Linked DNA regions of Sus scrofa: region 2 is linked to region 1. Evidence: chromatin contacts called from public HiChIP or PLAC-seq data. All regions are on one chromosome and are shown on one strand. Each heading gives the region's core, a stretch centred on a gene start, on an enhancer-like site or on the middle of the called end of the contact. The rest is flanking DNA. Distances are from core to core; before and after follow the strand shown. Region 1 holds the start of PRADC1 (protease-associated domain-containing protein 1). Region 2 holds the start of SFXN5 (sideroflexin-5).

The links. HiChIP or PLAC-seq counts read pairs in DNA pulled down with a chosen protein or histone mark.
Region 2: a contact with region 1 is called in an H3K27ac HiChIP or PLAC-seq map of alveolar macrophages. The contact joins the promoter of SFXN5 here to the promoter of PRADC1 in region 1. A contact is called at or near these places in 3 of 47 Hi-C or Micro-C datasets (alveolar macrophages, heart right ventricle and liver) and 2 of 2 datasets of contacts at active chromatin or transcription factors (alveolar macrophages and skeletal muscle).

What each region holds. Positions count from the first base shown.
Region 1 is chr3:69,545,474-69,548,173 of Sscrofa11.1, reverse strand. PRADC1 (protease-associated domain-containing protein 1) reads right to left here and starts at 1,336. Exons shown (of 5, transcript XM_003125011.4): 1 at 430-1,336. The coding sequence starts at 664.
Region 2 is chr3:69,699,670-69,702,372 of Sscrofa11.1, reverse strand. SFXN5 (sideroflexin-5) reads right to left here and starts at 1,352. Exons shown (of 14, transcript XM_003354772.5): 1 at 1,086-1,352. The coding sequence starts at 1,187. LOC106509786 (a long non-coding RNA gene) reads left to right here. Exons shown (of 3, transcript XR_002342573.1): 2 at 70-295; 3 at 1,390-2,703.

The DNA of each region.
Region 1 (2,700 bases), core at 87-2,586:
TATGTGCTCATGGATGTAGTGGCTATATGTTCATGTTCCCGTATAGATGCAAACAGGTAGGATATGTACCTATGTGCTTGTGTGTGAGCCAAAGTGTAGCAATGTGTGGTCCCGTTTATGTATATGAGTGCTCACATATTTCCAGCTTGTCCTTGTTCCTCGCCCCCTCAGCCACCTAATTCGGCGCTAGTGGGGGTAGGGGGAGTCTTGCTTCGACGTGGGAAGCTCAGAACTCAAAGCCCAGCCTCCAGCCGCGCCCAATTCGTGTCCCTGAGGACGAGTACCCACCAAATCGTGGCGCCTCTTTCTGAACCTACCCTGCCCAGAACTCGCGGGGTCCCCAAGGTGACCCGTGGCCCCCGGCCCGAGACGCGCTCATGTGGACTCCCAGCCCCGCCCCGATGCGCAGCCCCGCCCGTTGCCGCTCACCATGGGCCGCGACGCACGCGGGGAGCCAGAGCATGAGACAACACCAGCCCGCGGCGCCGGGGACCATCTCCAGGGCCCGGCCCGGCGCCCCGCTTCCTCCAGCCGCCCCTCCGCGCGTAGCTCGCTGGACTTTGGCCTGACAGCTGCTCTGGCCTCCCGCCCCCAGACCCGCTCTGGCTGCTGGTTGGCGGACTGGAACGAGGCCCACGGCTGATTGGCTCTGACGCCTGCTCATGTAGCCACATTTTCCGCCCCTGCGCCTTAGCCCACTTCCTATTGGTCGAGAGAAGTGGGGCCGAGGACTGATTGGTCCAAACTCTTAACTGCAACTGCCGGCCCCCGCCCCAGCCTGTCTCAGTTTGGATTCGATTCGGCAGCACCTTGCTGGCTGGTGGGTGGGTCGGCAGAACTGGAGGTGGCCGATCGCAGGACTGGCTTCAACCGCTGAAAGTCTCGGCCAATACTCCTCACGGTCGCTTTGCAAGATGAGGGTATACCTTCTTCCAGCTGTGCCTTCCTCCTTCCCATCCCCTCCTTGGAATGGCATTCCTGTAGCTCTCAAGTGGTCTCCGGTGACCCCTACTCTGATCTTATTGCCTAGTTCCACCAGCGCTTGCGTGCCCTGGCGACGTGGCCGGATGTACACGACCCTCGAGGAAGCTCTGACCAGTGCCGAGCCAGAATGCGAGCATAGGGGCTAGGTGTCCGCTCCTGTTTCTCTACCATTTACTATGCAGCTGTGACTCTGGACACCCTTCCTAACCTCTCGGCCTCAGTTCCCTCATCTGTAAAGTGGGCATGACAACAATACCAATAGGTTTGTGAGGATTAAATGAGATCACTCACATCAAATGTTTACTTGGCAAAAACTGTCCCTCAGTCAGCGTTCAATAAATGTTTGCCTTTATTTCATTCCTTGGCCTGGCTCCAGAGGGAGAAGGGGAATAGAATTAGAGTTAGTGGGTGACGGGGGCCGAGCAAGGACCCTACATACTCAAAAAGAATGACACTTTCGAAAGCCCGCGACCCTTGCATTACCAACACTTCCTGTAACAGCTCCGGCAGAGGACCAGCCTCTGGACCTTCTAGCCACGCCGACTCTGTGGTAGCGAACCATAGAGTGGCGGAAGTGGCCCATCCCCTTCCTCTCCCGGTCCAACTGCTTGGCGAAGGTTCTGGGGACTTCTTTGGCGCGGAGGATTGTGGGGTTGCTGGGCGGCCCGGGCGCGAAGCAGGGAAGAGGAGTAGCGGGCCACTGGATAAGCTTACAAGATGATGGTGAGTGGCGTCTCGCGCATCCGTCTCCATCCGTTGCCATCTGGTTGGTAGCTGGCGCCGCCCGGCAAAGGCCGGTCCCGCAGGACTTTCCTCTGCCTAATGACTCGGTCCTCGCCCCGACCCCTGTCTGTGGGTGACCCCGGCCCGCCGCGGCCTTGGTGGGCCCGGGCTCCGAGTAGGGCTCCTGGGCGAGGGCTGTGTGGCACTGGAGGAAAGGCTCTGATCGGGCCGGCTGGGGACTACAAGTCCCAGGGTGCTTCGGAACCCGCGAACCCGCGTTGGCAAGCTGGTTTTTGGACCCCCCCCCCCCCCCCGGAGTCACGACCCGGGTGAAACGACTGCGGATTGAGCGTGCATAACGCGGTCGACGGCCGGGCTTGGAACTTCTGGCTGCACTGGAAAATTCGAGTGTAAAGCCGGGTGCTCACTAGGACCGGCAGAGGCAGCATGGGGACCTTATGTTGAGCGGAACCCCGGATCTCAGCTATGCCTCCCTCCCTGCCAGCTGCTACCAAATGGAAACAGACCCTTTTGCTCGTACTTGAATTCATTCATTCACTTGTTCGTTAAGTAAAGTCATCTTTAGTGTCTACTGAATGTGCGGGGCTCCGCTGGTTGTTGCAGGTGCAACTCTTCAGCCAGAAGAATGGGTAGGGCAGATGGGCACCCTGCTTCAGACGTAGGAAGATCCGGCCTCTGACTCTGACCCTGTCTGCTACCCTAGATGTGACATTAGACAGCTTTCCTAGTTGGCCACCTAACTTTAGTTTTCGTTTTTCTTAAATTAGGGCGGTTAGTGAATCTGGGAGGCTCTCTGTACCCACCCCCCTTTCCATAGTATCCCTTTCTCCATCTCAGAGCTGCAGGTACCTTCCTTGGGTCCCAAACCTCGGTGGTCTCCGGAGTTGCTGTTGAACAGGGCCAGCTTTTAAGTGCTTGAGGCAAAACCCTAAGATACCACCTAGCAGACTAGCTAACATGCTGCTTCCTACA
Region 2 (2,703 bases), core at 103-2,602, 150 kb before region 1:
ACGAGGCAAGCCTGGTTCACTATAATCGAGTCTCTTTGCCCCTTTTCCTAACAATCTTCATTTCCTTAGCGCTGGAGGCAGCAGGTCACCGGGGTCTGCAGCGTGAGAACGGCCCCTCCCAGCCTCCAGCCCGGGCTGTATATCTGATCTGCGGGCTCGACCCCAGTCTTCTGGGCCGAGGGCGAGTTAGCGACGCCGTGTCGGGGATCCCGAAGGAAAGAGACCACTGTCACCGTGCCCCCAAGAATCATATCCAGTCGGACAGAGCCAAGCGCTCGACGGCGACAGGGCCCAGGTGAGAGAGACCCTCCGTAGAGGTCGCAGAGGGGAAGGGGGCTGGGACGGGCTCCCGGGGACACGGACCCTCCCACCTGCCTTCCCCCGGGATGACACAGCGTTTCCTCGGTACCCAGGCTCTTCCCCCACGTCCTCGCTCCATCTCCGGCAGGGCACCAGCCGGCCGACTATCTGCGTCAGCGTGTCCCCCGCCAGAAGGGACAGGGGTCACTGAGGGGCGGGCACCCTAGGCTCGAGGCCCTAACCCATCGCGCACCGCGAAACCAGCTTGGGGTGGAGGGCTGGGAGCGGGGCCGCGGGGCCCCGATGCAGCCCAGAGGCTCCGTGAGCGCTCAGAAAGAATGTCAGTCACCACCCGGGGAAAAAGTTAGAAGGCATCTAGGCCATGCCAACTTCTCATCCAGGGCCAGACTCAACTTTCCACCTGAAGTGCACGGCAGCACTGCCCAAGCGACCCTGCATTAGAAGCTCGCACCCTGGAGCTCTGATCCCGGGCCGCGGCGGGCAGTGGCCAATCACAGAGCGCCTCGGGAGGCAAAGGCTGGAGGGTGCGGGCCGCTGGGGAGTGACGGCGCGGATGGCCAATAGAGAGCTAAGGTGGGAGCCCTCGCCCACCCCGTTGACCAATGAGAAAGAGGCAGCTCTGGCCAAGGTCCCCTGAAGCAGTAGCTGCAAGCTCCCGGGTGGCCGCGGGTTGGAGACCCTGGGGCCAAAGAGGATTTTGGAGAAGAGTTTGCTCGCCCTCCCTATGCCACCCACCGGCCCGCAAACCACAATCCGGTCCTCACCTGCTGGAAGCGGGGCTTGCCCAGCTGGAAAGGAGGTGCATCGGTCGAGGCGTTAGCGGCACTAGCCGCCGCTGCCGATGCTGTAGTCGCTGTATCCGCCATGGCCACTGACGCCCGCAATCTCCGGCCCTTTTAAAATGTCCCTCCTCGGCCCCCGCCACAGCTGCCTCTCCCGATTGGCCATAAGCAACCGCAGCGAGCCGGAGGCGCAAGGGGTTGTGGGGAGTGTAGTTTTTCTCGTCATGGAACTTGACACCCCCAGACAGCGGAGAGTTGCAAGGACTTAGACCAGGTCTCGGTTCAGGCAGCTGATTTTCCGGGCTTCGGCAGTCCGGCAAGAGTGTGCGTACCCGACTCTAAGGTCTCGATAGGGGACCACCGGGAGACCCCTCGCTGCTTCCACGCGACCAGAAGTTTGAGTTGCTGCAGTGGGTGTCGCTCCTGGAGCTGCAGCCCAGAAGAGTCCTAGTGAAGTGGAGCTGACCCTTGGACCAGATGGGCAAAGACTCCAGACGGAGTAGGATTATCTTGGGAGGATTTCTACAAAGAATTGCACTGCGGAATCTTCATGCGGATTCTACCGTCGCTACCCTGCCCCTCGATGCTCTCCAGCCACCGTGATACTCAGTTCCTGGAGCAAGCTGGGTGCTTGCCGCCACTTCCCCTTGAACATTCCCTGCCCAGAGGAACTTAACTTTTTATCTTCGCCTGACTTCAGCCTAAACATTGCATTTTCCGATCCTCACCCTGCTTCCGCAAAATCCACTATGTGCTCCTAGAGTAGCCAGCACTTTCCTTTTACAGCCCTTGCATTTATATTTATGGTTTTGAGTATCTGCCTTTCCTACTGTGAGAGCCACAGGGCAGAAGTTGTGACTTTTTGATTAAGTCCTTAGTGCTGGCAGGAGTGGGCTCACAGAAGGGGCTCAAATATTTGCTGCTTTATGAGTTAAACAGCAGGGGCTTAGCCCTGGCAACCTCTACTTTCCTCTGGCCAACCACATATCTCTCCTGGGCCTAATTCCTGGGCAGCAAGAGAACTGGGAGTGGGCGGTGAGGTTCAGAAGTGCTTAACAAGCACCAGTACCAAGGACTTTAGGTAAGGGGAGCAGGCAGACAGTAGAGCAAGGCACCAGTGTGGATAGTGCACACACTCATGCAGAATAGAGTAGCAGATTCCCAGCTGAATTATCTGGTCAGTGAGCCAGACTCAGGGAGGATAGAGGGCGAGCTGCCTGTTTTGCCCCAAAGGGCAGCAGGAACGTCTGGTTTTGACCTCAGGGAACCTCTCCCCACCCTCCACCCCCAGGCTCCTTAGGCTTATGGTGAAGTGCAAGTTTGGCTCGTGCCTTCTGGACACTGCATGATTTGTAGCAGTGAATTCTTCATCCAGGTTAAATCACAAGGAATGGAACTTACTAGCTGAGAGAGATTCTAGCTGGGCGAGGAAGAACCATTTGTATCTTGGATTTGTATCGCATCTTTCCCTACTAGACTAAGAAGCTTGAGAGTAGGAATCAAGCCTTTTATAAACCCTCTGCATTCCCCACATTACTCAATATGTGTGGGTATCCTGGAAATGAGAAAGACTGCGTCCAGCCCACTGGCCAACACTGTG